3 separate regions of the Mus musculus genome follow, and regions 2 and 3 are each linked to region 1. A link is a contact called in public Hi-C and HiChIP or PLAC-seq data. All regions are on one chromosome and are shown on one strand. The core of a region is the stretch at or near the end of the contact, and the rest is flanking DNA. Distances in the headings are between cores, read along the strand shown. Region 1 overlaps Ppp1r9a (protein phosphatase 1, regulatory subunit 9A). Region 2 has its middle 36 kb from the start of Gm33959. Region 3 overlaps Sgce (sarcoglycan, epsilon).

What was found. Hi-C and Micro-C count contacts between places; a contact is called where the count stands out from the background. HiChIP or PLAC-seq counts read pairs in DNA pulled down with a chosen protein or histone mark.
Region 2: a contact with region 1 is called in a Hi-C map of embryonic stem cells, with 2.5 times the contacts expected there. The contact joins two enhancer-like sites. A contact is called at or near these places in 3 of 484 Hi-C or Micro-C datasets (the N1E-115 cell line, embryonic stem cells and nephron progenitors) and 2 of 9 other capture datasets (embryonic tail and embryonic trunk).
Region 3: an H3K27ac HiChIP or PLAC-seq map of embryonic stem cells shows a contact between it and region 1, with 10 read pairs. The contact joins two enhancer-like sites. A contact is called at or near these places in 3 of 484 Hi-C or Micro-C datasets (the N1E-115 cell line, embryonic stem cells and uterus) and 6 of 115 datasets of contacts at active chromatin or transcription factors (embryonic stem cells and extraembryonic endoderm stem cells).

What each region holds. Positions count from the first base shown.
Region 1 is chr6:5,017,253-5,021,148 of GRCm38.p6, reverse strand. All of the region lies in intron 2 of Ppp1r9a (protein phosphatase 1, regulatory subunit 9A), which reads right to left. Among named protein-coding and RNA genes, the nearest start is that of Gm52886, 35 kb to the left of the region's middle. Within about 2 kb of position 1,663, at least 33 of the 459 cell types and tissues checked have an H3K27ac peak or open chromatin away from gene starts, as enhancers often do. A contact at or near this core is called in embryonic stem cells, where this site is marked.
Region 2 is chr6:4,548,714-4,552,609 of GRCm38.p6, reverse strand. No RefSeq gene overlaps it. Among named protein-coding and RNA genes, the nearest start is that of Gm33959, 36 kb to the left of the region's middle. Within about 2 kb of position 1,904, at least 24 of the 459 cell types and tissues checked have an H3K27ac peak or open chromatin away from gene starts, as enhancers often do. A contact at or near this core is called in embryonic stem cells, where this site is marked.
Region 3 is chr6:4,675,628-4,679,523 of GRCm38.p6, reverse strand. It overlaps Sgce (sarcoglycan, epsilon), which reads left to right. Exons shown (of 11, transcript NM_011360.3): 10 at 1,414-1,457. Among named protein-coding and RNA genes, the nearest start is that of Gm38761, 23 kb to the right of the region's middle. Within about 2 kb of position 1,888, at least 9 of the 459 cell types and tissues checked have an H3K27ac peak or open chromatin away from gene starts, as enhancers often do. A contact at or near this core is called in embryonic stem cells, where this site is marked.

The DNA of each region.
Region 1 (3,896 bases), core at 414-2,913:
CTTAACAGTGGATGGGGTCGGGGCACTTTTATGGAAGAATAGGAGGAAGGATTATAGCCCCTAAAAGGATAGATAGGAACTCCACAAGAAAACCAACAGAGTCAACTAACCTTGACCCTTAGGGCTCTCAGAGACTGAACCATCAACCAAAGATCATATGCAGGCTGGACCTAGGCCTCTCCACTCATATGTAGCAGATATACAGTTTGGTCTCCATGTGGGTCCCAAACAATAGGAATAGGGGCTATCCCAAAAGCTGTTGCCTGTACCTTGGTTATATTCTTCTAGCTGGGCTGCCTTGTCTGGCCTCAGTGGGAAAGAAAAGTACTTAGCCTATAAGAGACTTGAAGTTCCAAGGGGGGGATAGACAGGGAGGGCCTCACCTGCTCAAAGAGAAGGGGCTGGGATGGTGGGAAGGATTGTGGGAGGGAGTGACGGGGAGGGGCAGTGAACAGGACTTGAAGAAGGAGCCTTTGCCTTGTTTCCTAGCTCAGAATTTCTGAGAAGAAAGGTACAATCACCTTTGTTCCTGACAGTAAAGGTCTTTTGTCTCTGGTTACTTTCAATTTTCTCCTTCATTCTCCTCCTGGAGATTTGTTCCTGGTTTTTAAAAAAGTTGCTTAAATTTTTTTTTTCTTACCTTTACCTTTTTGGAAAACTATGCACATATTTTCTTGCTGCTGTTTGTCATGGTAGTTGGTTTAGTGATGTTTAGCCTATGTTTTGTGGTAGCTGCCAGTCAGGTCAGGCCTGCTTGGTTTAGTTGGCTCCCTTTTGGCTATGGAGTGAGTGGATGAGACTTTTGATGGCTTGGACTGGATGACAGCTGAATGACTTTTAGTCCTTGCAGCAGAGTTGTGTAAGAGACAAGGGATGGGTAACATGCACAGTGGGAAGTGAAGAAACCACAGAGGGAGGAAGGCCCAACTCTTCCTCACACCTTCCTTTGAAGGGGCCATCAAGCTAACCACGCCCTGGAATGGGCTCTCCCTGTACTGTTCCTTTGAAATGAGCAGCTTTGCCTCACAGCTAGAGGGAAGGAAGGAACCAAGCAGATATCTAGCAGAATCAGAAAAAGACCAGGAACTGCCCAGGGAGTTCTTCCAAGGTTACTGTCGCTGTGCCCTTGTATTCAGCAAGCATTGTTTCCAATGGCTGTGCACATATGCAAAGACAATTTTCGATTTTCCCTACTCCCCACCCAACCCGCCACCCCCATCCCCGTGTGTGCATACGTGCTTGGGTGATGTGATTGGATTTGTTATGTCACTTCTGGAGGGCCCTGTATAAAGTAAAATCTGAATTAGAAACGTTGATATGCTTTGCTCTTATCAGCCTGTCTTTTATCGTAGTGACTTTAGCCGTGAATCTTGCCATAGGCGAGAAAATGTTTTTTGGTTTTTTGCTGCTTTTTTTTTTTTGGAGGGGGGGGTGGTTTTACAATGCTGTGGAATGTAGGTTTCTCATACTTACTAAACAAAACTCCTACCTGCACGTTACACCCTTTGCTGGAAGCCTACACTTGTGCCACAGGCCCGGTAGTTTTCACTTCTAGAATGTGGGAGCTCAAGGTCAGCGAGAACTAGCTTAGGGCCTCAGGAGGTATTTCCTGATCAGTCAAGGAAGTCCCCACACAGCACATGATCTTCTACATTCTCAGCAACAGAGGAAAACTTCCAAACTCCCTTAGTACCTCATTCCTTCTCCTTTTGTTCATCACTGTTTGTACCAAACACATTATTGTCCTGCGGTGGGAATGTTCAATTGTTTGTGTCACGACCTCCCGCGGCCACCAAAACAACCTAAACACAATAAAAGAGCTCTGAATTCTGAAATCACAGCAGGTGACAAGTGGAAGCTTCCTGGAGACACAGGAAGGACAGAACCCAAGGAGCTCCAAGGTGACTTCCTGGGAGTGGATGTCACCAAGGATTTTGATTTTAGGATTACTAGAGCACTGGGCAGGTGGGGGGGTAAGGTTAGCAGGATAAATTAATTTGTCTCACTATTTGCTGCTCTCTTCTACCCTGCCGTCTTCCTGGGATAAATGGTTCATAGTCCTGCGGGCCCACATCAGGCAGCACTGGTTCAGGCCGTCACTCTAGGGTGGCTTTCACGTGCAAACTGGGGCCCTGTGCCACCTTTGGGTCACTACCTTGTATCCTTGTGGTGTGCTTGGCTGCACTGTGGAGAAATTCTACCCCTATGCTTTCAATTCACTAACTTAGGCTCTAAGGTTCCACGCAGAGCTCTTTCTGCTCATTGTTGTACCTATCTTTAAAAATTGTGTTTGGACTTTTTAAAGAATAACTTAGATAGCTCTTTCTAAAGCGTTTAAGCACAGAAACAAAAATACTCACTTTAATTTACTTATGTAATAATTCTTCCATGTTTGATAATATAAGAGCAATGTTGACTGATTTTCTCATCATGAAGTTTACTTTTTAAATGTTTGCTTCCTTAAATGGTTGGATATTTCTGACTGAATGTTAGACTTGTGAGTTTAATCTAACCTTGCTCTTCTGCCCCCAGGGCTCTTTGTTCTGGGCTGTGATGGGTTATACGGAACCCTCATGTCTACACGGGACTTGACTTCAGCTGTGTCAGGGAGACACAAACCACTTTTACCTTCAAGCTTTGCCCTATCGGTTCTTCACAGTTAATGGGATGGCCGTGTATCGGTGAGCAGGAAACGCAACGTGTGGGCTTTCTGCCTTCCAATCTGTTCTTTCATGGTCAGACCTTGAGTAATTTCCTCAAGTGCTCTGTTAAAAGATCACTGTTGAGAGTAGACAGTGAGGTGACCCCTGTGTAAGTCCCTGGTTGTGCCCCACACTGACCCTGTCCCCAGATGTCTCAGCTTCCTGACACTCACCCATCCATCTCCACAATGGCTCCAGGCTCTTCCTGTATCACACATAACTTACTTAGGCTTTAACTTCCTTTAAGGAAAGCTCATTTAGATTCTTTTCTGTCTTTGGCACTGCCTGCCCTTCACAGCCATTATTGCATCCTGCCTTCTTCTGTCCAGGCAAAATTTATGAGGGAGCAATCCTTGCTTGCACATAATGACCGAAAGCAAAGCTGGAATAGTCTAGTTACAGAGATGCTTCAGTAGTTTCTGTGATCTCTCTTGTTACTTCCTCTGTACCACTTCTAAGACCTAGTCAGTGTCATGCAACCTTCAAAACATGTCTCTTTTGCATGAGGTTTATTTTGAGGTTGTTTTTCTTTTTCTTTTTTTTTTTTTTTTTGAGAAAAAAATAGCAGTCACAAGAGAAATTTTGAAAACATAAATTTTGAAAATAAAAGTAGAGAAGTCTCTATTTTTTTTTTTTTAAGTAAAACAAAATTTATTAAGGAAATACTTGACTTTGAGACTGTTTCTCTCTGCACCAAGACAGAAAGGATGACTTTCAGGGCCAACTCCTATCCCCAGTGAAGGTTCCAGTGCTCTGTCTAAGGAACCTCACCATTGTTTGCCTGCTTCCCGGGACATCGAACAGCAGCTTACCTTACACAGAATCTCCTTCTTTAAAAGCTAAACAAAATTATCTTTTGTGTATGGCTGCTTTGCCTACTCAGATACCCATGGACCACTGGCATTCTTGATGTCTCTAGTGGACAAAAGAGGGTTTCAGAACTGGAGTTACAGCAGAGTGCCAGACCTCTGGAAGAGCTTTCAGTTGCTCCTAACTGCTGAGCCATCTCTTCAGCTCCACAAACTTCTAGCCCTGGAAAAGCTTACTCTATTTTGTGTGATTTTATTAAAAGTCATAGATAAACTGAACCAAACTTTTCACAACTTCTTTTCTTTCTAACTTGCAACTAGATACGGTTTCTGGAAATGGCAATATTTTAAAACAGCAGTTTCCAGACAAGGCTCAGCTGCTATT
Region 2 (3,896 bases), core at 655-3,154, 470 kb after region 1:
TCACATGGTTGCCCCACGTCTGTGCTGACCAGTCCACTATTATTAGGCATTTGGTTAATTTCCAAGGTTGGTATAAATAAAGCCAAGACAACTGGCCTGAGCCACGATGTTAGGGTCAGCTCTTATTTTTGCACATGTACTCAAGGCTGTTGAGAGTCAGTCACTGAGATTCATTTACCCCTCTGTTGCTAAGAACATGTAGGAAGGACAAGTGGTGGCCTTCTTTTGGCAACCTGTTAGGGCTTGTCTTTGATGGAAGTAAAAGCAAGAAAACGTACACACACACACACACACACACACACACACACACACACACACACACAGACAGACACACACACACAGACACACACACAAAATCTTTATTTCAGACCATTTGCCGTCATATCTGTTCAGAGGGTTAAATGAGTAGTGGTCACAGCTCAGAGTTCGTTTTGTTTTGTTTTGTTTTGTTTTGTTTTTTCTTTTTTGAGAGCTGGGCCTTTCTTTCTTGTTCTCTCTCTCGGATTTGTGCCGACAAGAGTCATGGCACCTCCCAAAGCTAGCAGCTGCCTGGGCTTCCTGTGGTGTTTCTGTGATGTGCACCCCTTGCCTTCAGATGTGTGATGTTCTGGACAGTGGGGTTGGCCCGCTGTGGTATAGGATGCTCTGGACAAGCCATTCTGGCCTTCAGCTGGAAGCTGCTCTGGACCAAGCAGTGGAGAGAAAGCTAGAGTCACACTCCTTTATGCCAAGACTGTCTTACAGGCTCTGTGAGCAAAACACTTTTGAAAAACCAAAGATTTGCCCCTTACCAACATGTAGGGTGTGAAATAAAATGTGTTAGAAATATAATCACTTTTAAGCTTTTAGCTCTTTACTGGTAGTTTCTTTCCAAAAAATTTGAACTCGTTAATGCTTACTGTAATTGTATATGAAGACACCTTTTGCCTAAATTCTTGTCAGAACTTTTTTATTTATTTATTTTTTACAAAGAAGTATAGCCATGGGATCTTTGTTCTCTGGGCTTTCTGACCTTTAATCTCTTCCCTTCCTTTCTCCCCTTACTAACTCTTCCTCCTTTCATTTCTCTGTCTTTTCCTGTATCCTTCTCTTCTTGTCTCTCTGTTTTCTTTTCATCTTAATTTTTTTGAGACGATGTCCTTAGTTTAGCCATGGCTGACCTTGAACTTGCTACCCTCCTGCCTCTGTGTACGAGGTGCTGGAAGTACAAGCTTTCTCCGATATCCCGGCTTATTCTCTGACTTTACTAAAGTAGTTGTACCTTTCTTCTTTTGTATTTCAGCATTCTGCTTCCCTATGGTGTGTCGTGTTCTTTGGATCTGCCTCACTGCCAAACTTTTTAAAAATGTCCATCTAAGACCTGTTTGTATTTTAAGATTTAATGAGAAGACAGAATTTTCGCATTTGTGGAGACAAATATGTATTTTTTTTTTCAGAAGAGACAGGAAATGGGAAGATTGGGAGAAGGGCACATGAGTGTTCACATTGAACATCTGAATTCGGGGCTGTTTCTATTTTACCTAGAACACAGAGGCTTTGGTACTCGAGCTGGTACTTGTGCTGTTGCTTCCACAGCTTCATCTCCTTAAAGATTGCCTTACTATGCCCTCCGTTGTCCAGGTAGCCATGTTTAGTAATCTGTGGATGTTTAGGAAGGGCTGTCTAACTCAAAAGATACCAATCTAGAGGTTGCTGGGGCTGTGTGAGCGAGACTGAATCCTTTTCACAGAATTAGAAGAGGGATAAAATTTTATAATAGCCAAATTTGAAGAACAAATACACAGGAGGAAGACAAACCAGATAAAAGGTGGAGCTTGTGGAAGAGAGGGCTGAAAAGTCACAAGTTCCTGCTAGGGAGCTCCCTGGAGCTACATTATGGCCTGAACAAAGGAATTGATCACAGCAGGATGTCCTGAGCTCATTTCCCTATGCATGCTCCCTGGCTTGAACTTCTCCAAGTGGGTCTCTGGTATCTACCAGTCAATAAAACAGATGGAACAAACAAAAGTTGGCTATGGATTTGAATATCAGCTACTGTAACTGTATGAACATGGCACTGTACGGTCGTTTTCATGGCTACTGCTCTCAAATAACAATAGCTCAACATAAAATTATCAAGCTCGCTAATGTCTGCAGTGGTTGTTAGGCAGAGAAGAGAACTCAAGCAATCTCCAGAAGCAAATGGTTGCGTCACACTTTTCTACATGGCATGGTGACTGCAGATTGTTAGATCGATGGTGACCAGGGAGTTGCTAGGCAACTTGAAAGACAGGAATACAGAGTAAAAGAGGCTTCATTCTGAGATGAATTATTTGCAATGTTTGTAACAAACCGTGAAGGGCCTGAACATTTTCTAGATTTCTGACGCTAAGATATTGGCCTGCCACCGTTTAATAAATGCTGACATAGACATGTGACTCCTGGGGTCACATAGATGAAAGACTTTATTTCAAGAAGGCAAGGAATGTGAGCTTTATGCTTGCTTTAGGGTTCTTTGCCCCTCACGTCCCACAGGGACCATGGTTGAGTAACCCAAGTGGACGTGTCACAGTTGAGTAATACCTCATCTGGAAGCTAAGTCTTTTACAATGTGCTGTGAGCCAACCTGTGTGATGTGTCCTGGAGAGAGACATTATCTTTGACATACTGGACAGGCACTTGCTCTTTGCTCTGGAGACAAACACTATCTCTGTCTTTCAAGGCTGTTTGCTATCATTATATAAACATCTTTGAGCAGATAGTGAGGGACAAATGCCGTCAGTGCCTCCCTGGCTCTCAGTAAATGAACAAATGACAAACATCCATTATTCCCCCAAATGCTCTTTTCCCAGGTGCTTTATCTTTGCAACCATCTCAAAGGTCGGTTCTTGTTTCTGCTTGCTTGGATACTCTCTTGTAGTCTATATTCTGACTATTTTAAGATACTTTTGTTTTGTTCAACATCAAGAAATTTTTCTCACTTAAGCACAAAGGGACGCTGGTGAGAAGATTCCAAATGATTATTTGAGTTTAAGAAACACCACCAAGCCTAGTGCTGCCCAGGGACGCTTGGTGTGGGGCTGATAGTCATCGTTGATTATCTCCTTTGGTTTGCCTTCTCATCAACAGCTCCACTGTTCTCTCCTCCCAGGCTTAAATTCTCACAAGGGAGAAGCCGAGCACATCAACTTAGCTAGACTTTCCCCCTTGATTTACCCTTATATCTAGAAGGGGTTGGTCACCAACACACAACCCTAGTAAATTTTCTGTTGGAGGGCTGGTTTCGTGGGAGCTTGGCCACCTTCCCAATTGCTCTCTATTATATCTGGATTCGTTTTGATTCATATTTCATTGCTCAGACAAGAAATGAGATTACTGTTTTGAGTTTTATTTCATTTCATTTTTTAAAATCGGTTACGCTCTGACTTGCTTTGTGTTTCATTTTCCTGCCTATCTCATTCTGGGCTTTTTCCTACCTTCTTGGAGTAATGCTGTGAGTGGCTGTTAGCCATTTCAAGGTTTTGGGTGAATTGAAGCGCCCTCTGGAGATGGGAGGGAGATAGGAGTTGTGGCTTTCCCTGAAGGTCTTGTGTGGGGCAAGTAGAAGAAGATCGATGATTTTGTTAACTCCAAGTAGCTAATAGCTAACCATGTAGCTTCAAGACCATTACTTGAGTAGTAAAAATGTTACTTGTAAATATTTGATGTCATTAACACATTCTTGGATGCAAATTTCAGTAACTCTATTTAAAATGCCAGGGTAGCCATTTCTAAAGCTGTGAGTTTTTCTAATTGGGAAAGTCCCAAGATGATTTAATCAAGGCTGGTGTGAGGACTAATGTTTCCTTATCGTTCATGTGCACAAACATTCATGAGACTTCCCCAAGAAGGACCCTGAAAGTAAATTAGCAGACAAT
Region 3 (3,896 bases), core at 639-3,138, 340 kb after region 1:
AGGCTGACTTCTGAGTACACCCATGCGATGGCACACGTGTAGGCCCACAAATACACACAGACACACTTTTTGTAAATAATGTATATCTGCTGTAGCGAAGACAACTGCAGGTTCATCGAGTTGTCTCCCCCACCACCACAACAGGTTTTTTTGTTTTTTGTTTTTTGTTTTTTGTTTTTTGTTTTCTTTTGTTTTGTTTTGTTTTTGAGACAGGGTTTCTCTGTGTAGCCCTGGCTGTCCTGGAACTCACTCTGTAGACCAGGTTGGCCTTGAACTCAGAAATCTGCCTGCCTCTGCCTCCCAAGTGCTGGGATTAAAGGCTTGCGCCACCACCACCACCACCCGGCCAGGTTTTGTTTGGGGTTCTCATATAAGGGGAAGATCTCTCTCTCTGTCTCTCTTTCTCTGTCTGTCTGTCTGTCTCTGTCTCTCTGTCTCTGTCTCTCTCTCTCTCTCTCTCTTTCTCTCCCTCTCTCTCTCTCTCTCTCTCTCTCTCTCTCTCTCTCTCTCTGTGTGTGTGTGTGTGTGTGTGTGTGTGTGTGTGTGTGTGTGAGGCTACAGATAGTTTTCCGTCTGCTTAAGACATACTAAGAAGCCAGAAATTGAATTTGCTGATAGAGAGAAAGAAATAAGAAATATTGAGGTGTGTGTTACAGATCTGTGTCTTGGGAGGTCACTGGTCAGCAGTGGGTTGTAAGGGACGAAGAACTACATCAGAGCTGTCAGAGGCTCCAAGGGAGACATGAAGGTGTAAACGAAGGGGACAGATTTAACGAAAGCTGAGAAACATCCCAGTGATTGCCTTTGGGAACGGAAAGAAACGTCAAGGGGGACTCGAAACTCTTCCTAGTCCAGGCAGGGAAATGGCCTTTTTTGGCATGAAGATAGCATGTTTAGTGAATAAAGGTAGTGATATGCCTTCAAAGCTGTTATAACGTACCAGTGATGATTGTACGATATGATGATGTATATAGACATATGTGTATGCACAGATCCATACCGGTTTTATGATCTAGACCTAGTTTGAGATTGTACACATCAGTAATTTAATTGCTGGCATCACTGTGTTTATATCTTTATCCACTGTTATTAGCCGTGTGATTTTCAAACTTTAAGGCTATTTTCACGTATAAGAAAATAGAAAAACTAATAAGACCTATGTTTTAGAATCATGAGGGAGTTTTGTTATGGCATATGGTAAGAATTTCATGGACATTATCAGAGATTGCTATTTGTCTTCCTTGGTCTTCAGTTCTCTCATGTATGTGCATAGCTCAATGCCCCACAGGGTGCAAAACCTGAGCCCGTTATCTGAGTGATACCTCTCCGAGCAGATTTCTATCTTAATGTGTCTTGGTCTCTGATTACCAGTGTGCAAACACATTTTTACTCAATAATGTTAATCATTTCTAGGAACTTGCCACACCAGACTCAGATCCCTCAACCGCAGACTACAGGTGAGTACTAAGATGCTAATTCAGTGTTTATGGATGAGCTAATATAGTAAAAGATTGTCATAGCACTCTATAATTGATGACACTTTTGTCTTCATCACGGGAGGCAAAACAGTTGTATCATTCCTTAATTAGACTGAGGAGCTCAGAAGAGTGGCTTAGACTTTTGCATCAATGGGCCTCAGAACGACAAACAAATGGTAAATGATCTTAAAGCAGCAGTGTCCTTCCGTGGAGGTCTTGTCTAATTAAGAAAGATGCATTCCACTCCCTTTCTACATGGGAACTCCTTATTCTTCCCCTTGGTATAAAAGATTTTTAGCTTGGGTGGGTCCAGGATTTGTCTCAGTAAGTGATCAGGTTGAAACTGACTCTCACAAAGGGCAACCATTGTGACTAATTGCTGAGCCTTCAGGGCGATCAATGAGAAATGGTTGGCCTGTTTTAAAGCTGCTTTAAAAAGCCATTAGAATATGACCAGTGAGGACAAGATGATGGGCAAGTCTCCCTGGCTGTTCTCTTTCCCCAAGCCATGCTTTCTTTAAGTTCATTTCTTTCAAGTGTCCCTAAAAAATCTCCACAGCCAATTATTTCATTCATTCTTAACTTATTCACAATTGTCTACTAATTAGTGGTTGGTTCCTAGTTCTAATTGCCAGGCAACCAGTAATGCCTTTGTTCCTCTTTTGGAAAGCAAGAGAAGTTCTAAAAATGTAAGTTGAGTGTGGAATTCTAAGTATGAATAGTGGCTTTGTGGTGGGAAAAGCCATTAAGTGAGTCTCAAAAAAAAAAAAAATGCCAGCCACATTAGAAATGTATTGGATGTTTTCATTCAGAGTTATCTCCTCTATTACTGCTCTCGGGAATTTAAGGAGATTTTCGTTTGACAACTTTTCAAAGATTTGAGGCAAGTATAATAAAGTTTTTCATCAGATTTTAATTATAAGATGATGTTTATCAGAATTGTTCCTAGGGTTTTGATTGCTTCATTTAATTAAATGCTAATATGATTCAAGTAGACCATTCAATATATTGATGGGTGGTGTGCGTCTGTAAACATCCAGGGGATTGATGACGAAACAAACTTAGTTATAAATATTCGTCACTGAAAGAGGAAAACATTCAAGTTCTTACTTCTAATTTCATGGCTATCTTTTTAAAGAGAAAAAAAAATTAAAGGAACACGACTGTAACCAAACTGATAGAGCACCTTTCTCTCTAACCAAGGAAGTCTGTCTCTCCTGAGATGTCAGCTTTCTGACTCTTGTTCACTTGTGGCGTGCAATGAGTAGAAATCACAAAATTTCTAGGAAAGTTATAAACATTTTTTCGAGACTTGTGAAAAGCTAGATTTTTTTCACTCTCTGCCTCCTAGGAGAATAGAGATCTTGAATAGGTGCTGTTGGAGATAGTATCAGTAGATAATGGGACTTGTTTGATATGTTGGGGTGCTGTGCTCAGCACTGGGCAGCTTTCCTTGTCGGGAGCAGCACATGGGCAGAGCTGGGTACACTGATGAAGAAGGGCTTCCTTCCCCTTGGAGGTCTTTTGGCTGCTCAACCTCATTTTTTCCAATATTTTTCTAAAAAGATTTTTGGGAAAGTAGCATTTCGATGGAAAGAGTTCCTCCTTCTGGTTAGGGCGGACCTCGTACTCTCTTGTTTTCTGCACGTTGATGCGTGTTACAGACCAGACGGTAGGATCTTCTCGTGGGTGCTTTGCTGTTACTGTTTTCTCAGTGAGCCTCTCAAGGATCTGTGTGCAGAAGGGAGCGAGACCACCCTAGCACTGGGTGCTAACTAGGAGAGATGGTTCTTTCTGCCTCCCAAACATTTAAAGCATTAAAGGTGTTAGGCCTCCTGGGGAGGGAGCTGAGGGCCAGTTGCAGCCTTTATTCCTCCTCTAGTCATTTACATTAAGATATTGTTTTTTTTAATTAATTTATTTTATTAGATATTTTCTTTATATACATTTCCAATGCTATCCCAAAAGTTCCCTAGACCACCCCCCCGCCCGCTCCTCTACCCACCTACTCCCACTTCTTGGCCCTGGCGTTCCCCTGTACTGAGGCATATAAAGTTTGCAAAACCAAGGGGCCTCTCTTCCCAGTGATGGCCGACTAGGCCATCTTCTGCTACATATACAGGTAGAGATACAAGCTCTGGGGGTACTGGTTAGTTCATATTGTTGTTCCACCTATCAGGTTGCAGACCCCTTCAGCGCCTTGGGTACTTACTAGAGAGCTTCTCCAATGGGAGCCCTGTGTTCCATCTTATAGATGACTGTGAGCATCCACTTCTGTATTTGCCAGGCACTGGCATAGCCTCATATGAGACAGCTATACCAGGGTCCCTTCAGCAAAATCTTCTGAGCTTCCAGTTTATTCTGTTGCATCTGCAAGGCCCATTGTGTGTTTTTAAGAGTACCTTTGAGCTGCCCTGC